Regions from separate parts of the Mus musculus genome. Here all the other regions are linked to region 1. Evidence: chromatin contacts called from public HiChIP or PLAC-seq data. All regions are on one chromosome and are shown on one strand. The core of a region is the stretch at or near the end of the contact, and the rest is flanking DNA. Distances in the headings are between cores, read along the strand shown. Region 1 holds the start of Hsp90ab1 (heat shock protein 90 alpha (cytosolic), class B member 1). Region 2 holds the start of 2310039H08Rik (RIKEN cDNA 2310039H08 gene). Region 3 holds the start of Ptk7 (PTK7 protein tyrosine kinase 7).

What was found. HiChIP or PLAC-seq counts read pairs in DNA pulled down with a chosen protein or histone mark.
Region 2: a contact with region 1 is called in a FOXA1 HiChIP or PLAC-seq map of pancreatic cancer cells. The contact joins the promoter of 2310039H08Rik here to the promoter of Hsp90ab1 in region 1. A contact is called at or near these places in 2 of 39 promoter capture datasets (the C10 cell line and pre-B cells), 2 of 484 Hi-C or Micro-C datasets (B cells and nephron progenitors), 3 of 115 datasets of contacts at active chromatin or transcription factors (large pre-B cells, pancreatic cancer cells and stem cell-derived neural progenitor cells) and 1 of 9 other capture datasets (embryonic stem cells).
Region 3: an H3K27ac HiChIP or PLAC-seq map of double positive thymocytes shows a contact between it and region 1, with 4 times the contacts expected there. The contact joins the promoter of Ptk7 here to the promoter of Hsp90ab1 in region 1. A contact is called at or near these places in 3 of 39 promoter capture datasets (cranial neural crest, frontonasal cranial neural crest and maxillary cranial neural crest) and 4 of 115 datasets of contacts at active chromatin or transcription factors (double positive thymocytes, embryonic stem cells and stem cell-derived neural progenitor cells).

What each region holds. Positions count from the first base shown.
Region 1 is chr17:45,570,482-45,575,033 of GRCm38.p6, reverse strand. Hsp90ab1 (heat shock protein 90 alpha (cytosolic), class B member 1) reads left to right here and starts at 1,773. Exons shown (of 11, transcript NM_008302.3): 1 at 1,773-1,867; 2 at 3,123-3,269; 3 at 3,415-3,621; 4 at 3,857-4,016; 5 at 4,235-4,368; 6 at 4,468-4,552. The coding sequence starts at 3,123. Gm35399 (a long non-coding RNA gene) reads right to left here and starts at 1,719. Exons shown (of 2, transcript XR_385595.1): 1 at 1,638-1,719; 2 at 244-1,537.
Region 2 is chr17:46,770,172-46,774,723 of GRCm38.p6, reverse strand. 2310039H08Rik (RIKEN cDNA 2310039H08 gene) reads right to left here and starts at 2,089. Exons shown (of 1, transcript NM_025966.3): 1 at 1,317-2,089. The coding sequence starts at 1,911. The coding sequence ends at 1,567. It overlaps Rpl7l1 (ribosomal protein L7-like 1), which reads left to right. Exons shown (of 7, transcript NM_025433.3): 7 at 1-817.
Region 3 is chr17:46,627,272-46,631,823 of GRCm38.p6, reverse strand. It overlaps Ptk7 (PTK7 protein tyrosine kinase 7), which reads left to right and starts at 2,320. Exons shown (of 20, transcript NM_175168.4): 1 at 2,320-2,556. The coding sequence starts at 2,502. It overlaps Klc4 (kinesin light chain 4), which reads left to right. Exons shown (of 16, transcript NM_001357130.1): 16 at 751-1,195. The coding sequence ends at 801.

The DNA.
Region 1 (4,552 bases), core at 524-3,023:
GCTAGGCTCCTTTTGCTGAGAGGGTTTGAGTGTTGAAGTTTCTGGTTTCAGATTAGGAATCAATGCAACACCCTAGGGCCTTCTGAGCAATCCTACCCAGTGTCTCCTCATATATTGATTTCTTTATGGGCTTCACACACACACACACACACACACACACACACACACACACACACACACAGAATTAAGGAGAGGCTAACAGACAGTGCAGGATGGGATGATAACAGACGAAGTAGACAGAGGCAAGGAGAAAGCAACTACTGTTTAACAATGAATGCACATTAGACAGACTGCAGGCAAGCACCGGGAACAAAGGTGTGGGCGGTGGTGTGGGGACACAAGCCAGCATGAGCTAAGATAGCAGAGCACTGAGTGCCCATCCTCTACTGGAGGGCTCATCAGTCCAACAAGCTTCCAGATGCAGCCTTGGAAAAAGGCAAGGCTAGATTGCCAGCTGAAGGACATGGCAGGCCACCTTTAGAACAGAGGCACTGGCACAACTTGGTTTTCTGGCTCCTGGAACTGGGCCAACCTGTGACCAGCACCTTCATGCGGATGCCTAGAACTCCAGCTTCTCTGAAAAGACTGGGACCTGCTCCTCTCTAGGTCCAAAGAGCTGCATGCAGTAGGGAAGAGGCTAGAGAAGCGAAACCAGCTTGAGAAACAGCTTGTGCTCACATAGGGAGGGCGCACGTACCCGCGCGCTGTGTACGTGGGAGACCGGGGAGGCTGAGGGGTGGGGAGTGTTCTACCCAGTAGCGCAAGCTGCTAGCTCGGTTCTCTGTTCACTAGAAGGTGTCCGCAGTCACTCACCCCCACAGCCCCCGTGCCCTGTGACCGATCCAGGTCAGCTATCCCTCCCTCTGCGCTCCACTCCCCCACTGTTATGTGGGCCTCTTAGGGCCACGCGTGGAGGGTCGTTCAACCCTGGCCCACGGTAGGCAGACTTGGGGAAAATTTCTTCCCAGGGTAAGATCAAGGTAGGGGAAAAAAAAAAAAAAAAAAAGCCACCCAGCCAAGCGGCGACGAAGACACTGCCCCCGCCGCAGCAGGGGAGGTGGAGCCTAGGGGGGAGGGGTGGAGACCGCCGAGACAGGCCTAGAAACTGCTGGAAGAAATCGCAGCACCACCGCTGCTGATCCTTCCGCCGCAGGCCGCCAAAGAGTCCCTACCAGCCCAGGCCCGTGCCCCTCCCCTCGGGGAAAGCGGCTCCCAGCCTGAAGCTGTGCTGTACCCGGGAGGGTGGGGATGGGGGAATCGGGGGCCTCCTTAAAGTTGGACAAGGAATTTATCATCCTTTTCTCTTGATGTGCGATTTGTAGGGAACATTCTAGTAAGATCGGGTCTGGAAATGGCAGCCGAGTTGGCCACCTCCATTCTCTTTCAGTCCCCTGAGTTCTGGACTCTTGGGGGGTGGGGGGGTGGAAGCGCCTACCTTGAGTTTTCTGAGGCAGTCCGTAGGGTATTCGCCCGCAGATACATCCCTAATTGCATATGCATGCTCCCTGCTCATCTTGAGGGGGGACATGTCCTACTCCTGCAGAAATGGGGGATGTGCAAAACGATATTGAATTGGCCTTGACTCAGGAACCAGGCCCGGGGTCCCGCTCCTCCCCGCCCCCTCCACGATCTGCTACCATGACGTCAAGGTGGGCGGGCGGCGGCAGGTGCGTGGCCCGCAGCCACTCCTTTAAGGCGGAGGGATCCAAGGGCGGGGCCCGGGCTGTGCTTCGCCTTATATAGGGCGGTCGGGGGCGTTCGGGAGCTCTCTTGAGTCACCCCCGCGCAGCCTAGGCTTGCCGTGCGAGTCGGACTTGGTCCGGGCCCACCACCCTGCTCTGTACTACTACTCGGCTTTCCCGTCAAGGTAAGGCCGGGGTCTCTCGTCCCCGGCGGCTCTCCGGGGGCTTCTTCCCGGGGTCCCAGCCTCCATCTCATCTGTCCCAAAGCCTCCTTCCCCGGCGGGGCAGCCTGTGGAGATAACGTGTCTAGAGGTTAGAGGTTCGGGCTGTACCCCGGCGGGCTTGCACGCGAGGCTCCCCGGGGCGGGTGGATTCCCCGGAGCGTGGGGTGGGGGTGCGGCCCGGCCAGGTGGTGGGCGGCCGCACGTGGTAGTCGCCGACCCGGGACGCTGCCATGTTTGCCCTCCACTTCCGGGCGCGGCTGCAGGGTCCGCGCGGTGGCGGGCTGCTCTGCGTGACTCAGCAAGGCCTGGGGAGGTTGGCCTGGCTGCCTCCCCCGGACGCCGCCGGTACCAACGTGCTTGATTTTGGGGAGGGGTGCACAGCAGGGACGCCGGAACCCACCGCGCTTTCCCTTTCCAGATCTTTCTGCCCTCCCAGTGGAGGGCGGGGGAGGAGAGACAGAGCAGGCACGAGAAGATTCCTAGGTCCCTCCCTTTCTCCTCCCCTCCCCGGAGCTCAGATTGTTCTGGAAGCCTGGGCGCCCCGCCCCAGTGCCCGGATGCTGGGGCGGTGGGAGGGTTTCAATGGCGCCCCCTCCCCGTGTGGCTCCTGCCGACGCATGTCCGGCAGTGACGAGGGTCGTTGGACGGCTGGGCCACCATTTTACTTGGGTTCCGGCCTATGCAAGTCTGCACAGTGAGTGGTCACGGTGGAGCTCTTGATTTCTTTGTCCTGATTTAATTGCCCCGTGAGCGCCTCCCAGACTACAGCTTCAAGGTTCTCTTGCCCTGCTGGGTGGAATAAAATAAAAATTAAAAAAGACTGCTTTTTCTGTTAAAGTTGTTCCTCACCCCAATGAGGAGATTGTAGTTAAGGGGTGTGAGTACCAGGGGTTGCTTGAGGTTCTTTTTTATGTATTGTTAACTTAGTCTGGATTTTTACCATATTGCCAGGTGTTCTGTTCAGAGTCAGTGAGCTATGCACTGAACATGCCAATGTTCAAGAGTTTGACTTTTGGGCATCTGTTCTGGAAAACCCATCTTTTAGGTTTTTTTCTGTCATTTTTGTCTTGGCCATTGTAGCTTAAATGTCCTTTTTTAAAGAAAATGGCTGCTCTTGTCTCTTTGGGTTGGATACTTTCCCAGACTAAAGAAGTTTGAGCTGGATATTAAAATGTGTGTCTATAATGGTCCTTAGTAGTAATTCTTTCATTCTTAGATGCCTGAGGAAGTGCACCATGGAGAGGAGGAGGTGGAGACCTTTGCCTTTCAGGCAGAAATTGCCCAGCTCATGTCCCTCATCATCAACACTTTCTATTCAAACAAGGAGATTTTCCTCCGCGAGTTGATCTCTAATGCTTCAGATGTGAGTATTCTGTTGTTGAATTTCTAAGGCTTCACGGAAGTGTGTGTGTGTGTGGGAGTGATTGAGAAGAACAGTTCAGTTGATGTTGAAGGGGGAGGGACTGTTTGGAAAAATAAAATAATCTGGCTTTTTGCGTTTACTACAGGCCCTGGACAAGATTCGATATGAGAGCCTGACGGACCCTTCTAAGTTGGACAGTGGGAAAGAGCTGAAAATTGACATCATCCCCAACCCTCAGGAGCGCACGCTGACTTTGGTGGACACAGGCATTGGCATGACCAAGGCTGACCTCATTAATAACCTGGGAACCATTGCTAAGTCTGGCACGAAGGCGTTCATGGAGGCTCTCCAGGTGTGTGGCCTTTCATCCACACCGTCCTCTAATTTGTTACTGCTTAAGTTAAAATTTGTCTGTCTAGGGTATTACATATTAGGACACTTATTAGAAAAAAAGTACAAGTGGTTGGTCAGGACAGCTTTGACCCCTAGATCTCTGGACATTGAACTGATTGTTACCTTGCGCAGCAGATGGTTATACTTGGCCAAGAACCATGTTGCTGATCCTCTTTACTTCAAACCCTTTGCAGGCTGGTGCAGACATCTCCATGATCGGGCAGTTTGGTGTCGGATTCTACTCGGCCTATCTAGTTGCAGAGAAAGTGGTTGTGATCACGAAGCACAATGATGATGAGCAGTATGCCTGGGAGTCGTCTGCGGGTGGCTCCTTCACCGTCCGGGCAGACCATGGTGAGGCAGCAGGCTACATTGTGGGGAAACCTTAGACGTTGTATTCTATAAAAGTACATTTTAAGGGGTGGTGAGTGCCAGCACTTGGGTGAGTTCTTAAGGCAAGCAAAGGGGCTACACAGGAATCTTAGCTTGCTTGAGAAACCAGGAACGAAAAAAGCGTAGTTCGTTCTTGTATTTTAGTTTCAGTTTTTCATGTCTTGATTTGTTCTCTGTAGGTGAGCCCATTGGCCGGGGTACCAAAGTGATCCTTCACCTCAAAGAAGACCAGACAGAGTACTTGGAGGAGAGGAGGGTCAAGGAAGTGGTGAAGAAACATTCGCAGTTCATAGGCTATCCCATCACCCTCTATGTGAGTATGGGCTTGGCAGTGTTGGAGCAGGCTAATGGCACTGGGCCTTGCTGGTGCTACATTCTCCACAATTAATTACATGTGTCATTGGTGATTTAGTTGGAGAAGGAACGGGAGAAGGAGATCAGTGATGATGAGGCAGAGGAAGAGAAAGGTGAGAAAGAGGAGGAAGATAAGGAGGATG
Region 2 (4,552 bases), core at 840-3,339, 1.2 Mb before region 1:
TAACTGATCATTGGGAAATGAGGTGACCAAAAATGCATCGCAACCTTGGACAAACAGCATGGCTATTTAACATTCTGGGATCCTGCAGAATCCTGCATCTTCCTAAGTAGGGAAGCACTGTAGCATTGGAGAGAGGCCTGGGCGAGCAGAGCTAAGGCTTCCATTTCTGGCTTGCTTGGAATTTAAAACAAGCTTTTTTCTATATAGTAAAAGATTGTTTTTAAGATTTTTGCGTGTGAGTACATGCCAAAGTAGCCAGGAAGTGTCACTTGCCCTGGAGCTAGAATTACTGGCAAATGAAGGCTCAGAGGTGGATGCTGGGACCAATTCTAGGCCCTCTGAGAAAGCAGGTGCACTTGGCTTGTGCCTCCAGCCCCAAAGGCGATGGCTTATTGTGAGCCTGAGGCCAGCCAGGGTTACAGAGACTCAAGAAACAAGTGGGGTTGTCCATGTTGCTGGAGATGACCCAGGTCTATTAGGACCTTGACTACATGGATAGACATTCTGGCAGCTAGTATACTGCCATTGGGGCCTATGGAGAAGTAGCCACCGAGCCTATTTAGAAAGAAGGACTGCTGGCAAGCTTGGTGTCACTATGAAGGCAGACAAAGATCGATGTATTAACGACCCCGACTCCAAAAACACTCGAGGGGGCCCAAGGTGGGCTCAGTGGTTAAGAGCCGTTCGCCCAGGGGCTGGAGAGTTGGCTCAGTGGTACCACATGGTGGCTCACAACCATCTGTAATGAGATCTGACGCCCTCTTCTGGTGTATCTGAAGACAGCTACAGTGTACTTACATAAAATAAATAAATCTTTAAAAAGAGCCGTTCGCCCAGTCCCCTGGGCATCTGGCACCGTTTCACAAGTCCTGCGGGGAGGAAAGAATGCTCCCTCAGAAACCCAGGGCTTAATTCCCAACTACTAGTTTCAGCCTTGGAGATGAATCTGGGTAAGGCACCTGCTGCCAAGCCAGAGCTTAACCGGGGGGGGGGGGGGGGGGGGGGGGGTCTGGTGCATGGTGGGAGGAGAAAGCCAACTCCTATGGGGGTACCAACTACCAAACTGCCTCTGCTCGCACTACCTTAGTTGCTCCCAAGAGTCAGGGTTTTTTAAGATTTAGTTATGTGGCCAAGCACACTGACAACAGAAGAGGGCGTCAGATCCCATTAAAATGTGAGTCACCATGTTTGCTGGAAATTGAACCTTGATCCTCTGGAAGAGCACCGAGCCCTCTCTCCAGTCCCCCAACTCCAAGAACCAGGGTTTCTATGTATCACTCTGGGAAGGAACCTTTTCATCAAACCCAAACGACTGCCAAGTTAGAAATGCCTTTTGGATATCGGTTTATCGGTATCATCAGAACAAGCGGGTCCAGGAGGTTGTGCTGTCCTACAGTGACAAGGGAAACTTATTTCCGTTACACAAATGGACTAGGACACAGTATGAAGTTGAAATTTGGCATCCAAAAACAAAATTACTAGGCAACATTGAGTCCCACAGGTGGCAAGTGTCCAGACTCAAGTTTGTGTAGGACCCAGTCATGCCCTCGGGAAACACCTCGAGCATCAGGAAACCCTTGGGCCTCCGTCGAGTTGGGCGGCTGGACTGCCCCGGGATCGCTCCTCGATGGTCGGAGGCTGCGTCCTCGTGTCTAGGGCGATGGTGCAGGGTGAGGCGGCCGAGCCCGCATCTTCCCAGGGCTTGGGCCTCCGAGGGAGCAGAGACGCGGTGGGTTCACCGTGGGTCGCAGTGATGTGGCGTTTCTCCAGGCCCGGGACCTCCTGGCCCTTCTGTACCAGGTGCAGGAGCTCCGCCAGGGTCACCGAGGCAGGAGCTGGCTCGGCAGACGCCAGTGCACCGCTCGGACTGGAGACACCGCCACGCTGGTCCATGTCCTGCCACCAGCTCATCCCCCGGATCCGGCTGTAAGCACTTCCGGGTGGAGTGGGAGCAACCACTTCGTGAAAAGTAGAGGGGAGCTTAGTAACTTAGCCCAGGGTAGACCTTCCAAGACCCGGGCTATTTGTGCAGAAGCTGCAGCCTGGGTTAACCTCCAGCTCTCATTCCACAACATGAGATGTGCTGCGGTGGGTGAGGAGCGGGCGGGGTGGGGTGGGGGAACGAGCCAAAAAGTGAAGTTTTTGCACCCAGTGAGACAAGTGTGAGGAGGCGTGGCTGTACAAAAGCACTTCCCTTTGGCACGTGTAGATGCGGACGCAGGCTGCGCGCTCAGGGCCGGGAGGGTCGTCTTGGTAGTTTGAGTCTCGCGCTACAGTCCAGAGCGTGATTCTGTATGCTTTTCCAAGCAAGCAAGCAAGCGCTCGTCACATTTGTTAATTGTGGTACTAAGGATCAAATCCCTGGTTTTTGTTGTTGTTGTTTGGGTTTGGGTTATGTGTTGTTTGGGATTTGTAGTCAATTTTGGTTTGAGCCAAGGATTCGTCATCTCCCAATGTCTGCTGCGCTACACCTCCCAATGCTGTTCAGATTTCTGTATCAAAGCTATCCTGACAGGATGCAGTGGCTCATGCTTGTAACACCATATGCTCGGGCCATAGAGCCAGCCGAGTTACACACTGAAACATGTAAGTATATAATAAACAGCTTGATCTGGCACAGATCAAGAAATCAGTAAGTAAAGCATACTTTGCATAATGTTAAAAGCACACAGCATGTTTACCCTTCACCGGAAACAACCCCATGAAACCCAAAAAGTGGGTAAGATGGCTCAGCAGGTAGGGCTATTGAATTTTTATCCCCGTTCTCATGTTTTCAAGGTCTCCTGTAGCCAAAGCTGACCTTGAACTTGAACTCACAATATAGTCTGTGTGTGTGTGCGTGCGCGCGCGTATGCACGCGTCTGACTTCGGATCCTTGCCTTCGAAGGGCAGAAGTAGGCAGACCGCCGCATCCAGCTGGCATTTATCTGGGTTTGTGGGCATTCAAATTCTGACCCTCACACCTGCACGGCAGGCACTAACTGCTGACCATTCCCAACCGCGGCTTTGAACTCCTGGCCCTCCACCTCCGCAGTGCTGGGATTACAGGGGTCCATGTCCAGTATGTGCTGGGAATTGAATTGTATTGTATGGTGCCGGGAATGGAGCACAGGAGTTTATATGTATTAGCCAAGCACTCTACTAACTGAGAGCTCTGTCTGCAGCCCCTCTGGCACACTTTTCCTCATGTAATGCTGAACCTCTTAGGGCTTCCTTTCCTTTCCTTTCCTTTCCTTTCCTTTCCTTTCCTTTCCTTTCCTTTCCTTTCCTTTTCTGTTTTGTTTTTCAAGACAGGGTTTCTCTGTGTAGCCCTGGCTGTCCTGGAACTCACTCTGTAGACCAGGCTGGCCTCGAACTCAGAAATCCACCTGCCTCTGCCTCCCAAGTGCTGGAATTAAAGGCGGGTGCCACTACTGCCCGGGCCCCCCTTTAATTTTATTATGTGCATCTATGTCTGTGTACTACATGCATGCAGTACTGCTAAAGGCCAGAAGAGAGCAACTGAACCCTTAGTTCTGCTATCATGTCGGTGTTGGGCTTTGAATTCTCTGGTCTTCTGGAAGGACAGCCAGTGCCTGGAGGCCATTATTGAGGGTCCCCAGTGATCTCTCCTGTAGCCCCTGCAGCTGTCTCTGCATGTTCATCCAACTTCCTGGACCTGACAGAGTCAGTGCAGCAGGCTCCCTGGCCTTCTAGTTTCTGGGCCTGGTCAGGCTGGGAGAGAGTAGCAGGAGGAGAGAAGAGATAGCTTCAACAGATTTCATTCTGTTTCCCCTCCTCAGGGTCTCATCGGCAGCAGTCCCTCCACACAGCCCTCTGGTTTAAGGGTTCTGACACAGCTCCCTTCTCACTCTCTCAGATGCTACGTTGTCTCCTGGGAACTCCCTTGTCCTTGCCCACATCGCTCTCTGCCCATGGGCTCTACTAAATTCTCCTTAGATTTTCCAATGTCGTCGTCTCTTTCTCTCCCGCCCTTCCTCACCAACACTAGAAGTGGTTCCTTCCAGGAGTAGACAGAACAGAGTGTTAGGATTAGCCCTCCCACGCTGTGCAGGGGGACATGCGTGTGACTGGAGGGGACATGCGTGTGACTGGGGATCCCATTCATGTGAGGAGATCGTGGATAGATGTTGTGCCCAGCTCTGCGTGGCCATGTTGCTTGTTTTTATATCTATAGGGAAACACAAGGGTCCTCAACTTCTGACAGAAGGGTAGCTTGGATTGGCACCCTGGCTGGAGGCCGGCATTGAGACATCACCGTGAGATCACCAAGTTCCAGGACCGATTAAAGGCTCAGCCCTTCCTTTCTTATAGGATTTCATTTTGTAGTCCAGGAAGGCCTGGAACTCACCACCCACCTACCTTAGCTGCTTGATTCTGGCATGAGCTCCCACACTTGGACTTCCAGATGTCCGTTGTAAAAATCAGAAAGGTAAGAGTTACTGAGTGGACCTTGAGATGGGTCAGAGATATTACATATCTCTATCTACATATCTATGATATCAATGTAGATAGATAGATGGATAGATAGATAGATAGATAGATAGATAGA
Region 3 (4,552 bases), core at 1,071-3,570, 1.1 Mb before region 1:
GCGTGCTGAGGGACACCCTAGGGCCGAGGGAGGAAGGGCTCCCCAAGGCAGTCCCAGGGGCAACTGGGAAGGTGGAAGACTCACCATAGTGAAGGTGGCCTGGGAGACTGGAGCTCTTCAGGAGTCAGACTGACAGCATGGCATCGGAGGTGCTGGGCATCGAGAGACAGGGGCAGTGGGGGACACATGTCTAATCTCAGAGCTGGGGAAGCAGAGGCAAGTGGGACTCTGCATTTAAAGCCAGCCTGGTCTACAGAGTTCCAGCACGGACAGGGTGACACAGAAACCTGGTTTGAAAGAGAAGAGAAAGACAGACAGACAGATAGACAGACAGAGACAGAGAGAGAGAGAGTTTCTGGCTAAAGGATTCAGTCAGAATTATTCAGGAGAGTACCAGCCACTGGTGCTCTCTAAGCTGGTAATAATTCAGAGTGACTTAGAGCTGCTGGCCGTGTCTTACTCCTTCCCTTGAGGTCTCAGTGAGGAAGTAGGAACACCAGCAGCATGAAGTCTCCCTTAGAGAAAGCAGGCAACACTGCCAGCCAGTTCAACACAGTGAGCTCTTGGGTCAGCTCATTCACTGTGCAAGCCAGCATTCTTGCCCAGGTTTCGTCCCGTAGCTCCTCCAGTAGACCGTGCCTAAGCAAAGTCCTAGAGCTTAGGTTGAGGTTAGAAATTCCATCTTTAGTCTCTGCAGAGCAGGCAGACTCCAGGAGTTTGCAGTGATGTGTGGTTGCTGGTCTCTTTCAGGTCTCCCGGGGCCTCAGCGCCAGCACTGTGGACCTTTCTTCAAGTAGCTGACATTCAACTCCCTCTTTTAGTCTGCTGGGTCCCCACAGCCCTTACAGCATTCCCCATGGCTCCTGTCTCTTCCCCAACTCAATAGGATGGTGAAGAGGGAGCGGTGTATGTGGTAGATTGCTGCTTCTAGGGTCTAGGCTCCTTCCCTGGGAACCCCCCTTCGGAAGGGCCCTCAGGATAACATGATCTCTACTTTGGAGTCCTCTAGAGTAGCTGACTGAGGCTCCCAAGGTGGGAGAAAGTGGGTCTGCACCTCAGGGATGCGCCTGATGCTGGCTCTTCTGTCAGTTTGGGGCTGGCCAACTGGGCTGCCTTGCCCTGGTCTCTTTTACCCTCTGCTGCCTCACTACAGGTCCACATATTTCACTGTTTCTTTAATAAATGAACCAGGTAACATTTTGTGTTCGGAGTCTTCATTGAAGACGTTGTTCAGGACCCTTCCTAGAAGGATGAGGGCAGTGGTAGTGTGCAGGACTGTTGAATTCTTGGCTCAATGGTTCCCTCCGTGTTTGTACCCTCTTTAGCAGGGCCTGGAGGAAGACTTCTGGGGGATGGGGAATGAGGCACACAAGAAGAAGGTGCTGTGGACGGGGTTGTCAGGGACATGTGGTGGCCATGTGGCAGGACCCTGGAGTCCTGGCGCCACTTCTCCTGCCTGTGAGGCCCTCTGTGGCTTCCTTCCCCCCTCCCAGCTGCTTGGGGGAAGGGAGGTCTAAGCAGGCCTGGGGGGCCCTCCAGAGCCAGAAGGGGGACAAGGCGCTATCCATCCTCTCTTGCATATCCTGGAGGCCTGTCAGCAGCTGGGGCCCATCTTCTAAAGCTTGACTTCTTCTGACCCGCCTCCCACACCCCTTGCTGCTTTCACAACAAAGAAAGAATGTGGGGGTGGTGGCGCTGGGGGTGGAGGGTGCCTGGAACAAGGGCTGCGTTGGGCCTCCCCACAGCTGGAGATTTGGCCATGCCCTGACACAGCCCAGACTGCTTGGAGATGGACTTGGGATGTATGTCTGTTTAATAGCTCTCGCTGGGGGTTGGAGCCCAGGGTTTCTACCTTGGGTTCAGATTTGTCCAGTGTCACGCACGCCCCTCCCCCTCCCTGGCTACATCTGTTCCACCGGGCACCACAGCTGTGCCCTCCTTGTCTTCTGAGACATCCTGGCTATGTCCTCCTTGCCTTCTTCTGAGACACCCTGCTGGTCTGTCTCATGCAGCACTTTGGGTTGCTTAACTCCAGCAACTTGGAGAATTCTGGGCAAACTATTGCTCCAGATCTCCAGGTAGGTTCAGAGGGCCTAACGGAGTTCTGAGAGTCACTTTGGTTCTCTTGCGTCCCAGTGGATAGATTAGGCGGTGGGAACAACACCCAGGTCTCCGGCACTCCCCTAAGACGGCCACTGCTGCTCCCCCCCCCCCCCATCATTCCCCAGATCCTTCTTTCTATTGCCAGCTCCTCCCCTCGACGGCGGGGAAGGGGGCGTCAGGGGGCGGGGCGCCGTGCAGGCGGAGAGGAGGGGGCGTCGGGGGCGTGGCTTGGCTGCGGCGGCGGCGCGCTCGAGGGCTTGGATGTACGGGGCGCGCGCGGCTCCAGCTCCGGACGCCTCGGGCTCGGGCTGTAGCTGCTGCGGCGGCCCCCGCGCTCCGGTCCGCGCGCCCGCTCGCCGTGTGCCTTGAACCTCGCTGCTCGTCTGCAGCCCGCCAGGATGGGAGCCCGCCCGCTGACTCTGCTCAGAGCCCTGCTTCTGCCGCTGCTGGCCGGTGAGTCCCCCGAGAACCGGGAGGATCCGAGCTGTGCTTTGAGAAGCGCGGGAGTCCCGGGGGCTGGAAGGGCCCTGGAGAGGTGGGCTGGGCAGTTGGGGAGGTGGAGAGGCTCGCTAGGGGCTCGAGGATCCTGGGTTGGCGACGCCCCCTACGCGGTGGCGACACGGTGCACTGGGGCGCGGGGACGCGTTTGCTGTGAGTTCTCTCCGCCCGATCCGAGAGTTTGCTCGAGCGTTGCCCGGAGTCGCTGGCTCCCAAGCTCTGCTAAGATCTCCCTTTTGGAGAAGCAGTGCCCTCCCATCCCGTGAAAAGGTGCGGACGCGGACACCCAGGAATGCCCCGGGCCTTGGAGCCCAGATGAGGGGGATAGGCCTGGCTCCCGATCCCGTCCGAGCTGACATGGGGCGCGCCTGGCGCGGAGCTTTGTTACCTATGCCGGCCCGACGCGCCCGGGTCCCTCCCTGCAAGTTCCGGGGCAAAGCTGGAACCCCAGATGGCCCTGCGGGTGAGGGCAGGTTAGACTGAGAAGTGCCTAATCTTCTCCTCCAACTAGGCCTTGAGCCTACTCGGTGCCAGGGTCGTATCCCTGGAGCGGAGGGTCCCAGGCTGTAGTGGTGACTAATGAGTGAAGGCCGCTGCCAAAATCGGGCATGGCCGGCTTGCCAAGGTGCGGACGGGCTTTGCTTTGCTGTTTCCTGGATTTCCATCCTGTCCGTGTGTCCGTGTTCTCGGAGGAAAGGATTGTCTCTCTTCCTAAGGGCAGAAAGGCAAAGAGAGAGATAGAACGAGAGAGAGAGAGAGAGAGAGAGAGAGAGAGAGAGAGAGAGAGAGAGAGAGCGCCCAACTCTGGCTTTTCGTGAAGGGTCTCTCTACTTTGGTGAGGGTGTGGCCCCCCCGCCCCCCCCCCCCATCTCCAGGGCAAACAAGGGGCACCCTGTCCCGCAGACTTTTATTTCCTGGCTGATCACACCTGAGAGTCGGTCACAACTAAGGTGTTGTAAGTGACTTAACCGGAAATCGCCAAGCCACCCATATACCCAGTCTGCTGGTCCAAATGACTCCCTCCTTACCTTCCAAGACAAAACTACCAGTGGTGGTCTGCGGAAACAGCCCTCCTTGGGGAGACAGTCTGCGGGGGTGGGGGTGGGGGTGTCTTAGTCCTTAACCTAAAAAGAACTTACTTAGCCTTCTCTTTAATGAGTTCTAGCCGGGAGGGCAGGGGCAGGGAATTGTATACTGTCATCTTCCTGACCAGCTGTTGAGGGTTTAGGGACCAGAGAATGAAAGTCTTTCCCACCCCCAGTTATAAAGAGGTAGGCATAGCCTAAAAACCAACCCTGGGGTCTCTTAAGCTGGTGTTCCTAAGTTGTCCTGTGTTCCTTATGTGTGGGGTAGTCATTGCTCATGGCAAAGTCCTGCATCTGCTCCCAGAGGAAGTATGTAAGGTTTTGTTGTTGTTGTTGTTGTTGTTTTGTTTTTTAACACAGCCAGGATGAAGGCCCAACCATATGGGCAGGCAGCCCCAGCTCACAGGCCTCCTCGGCTGGCTGCTGGGTTTTGGTGTGTGTGGCTCTGCTAGATGTAGCTGTATTTGCTGCTGCGGTTTAGCTTTCTGAAGTCAAAGGCAAGTTCTGGTGGAGATGGCCCTTGCTCAACCACGCTACATTGCCAATTTCTTCTCTGAGGACTCTTGATGTTCGAGATGTGAACTCTAGTGGTGGGTGTTCTGGGAGGGTGTGTGTGTGGGGGGGGTTGGATAGGAGGGGTTTGGGGGGTATCTCCACAAAGAAACATTTTAATGAGAGCCTTAAATCAGTTCCACCAAATGTGCCTTCGTGTGAAACCTATCCGTGTGCTGTAAACGATTTCAGCGGAGGCGCCTGCTCTGCTGGTGAGATCCAGGGACTCTACCTACCCCAGATGCATGTCTTCAGGGGACAAGGAGGTTTTAATAGATCGAAGCACATTTCCCCATCGTGTTGTTTAACTGTGT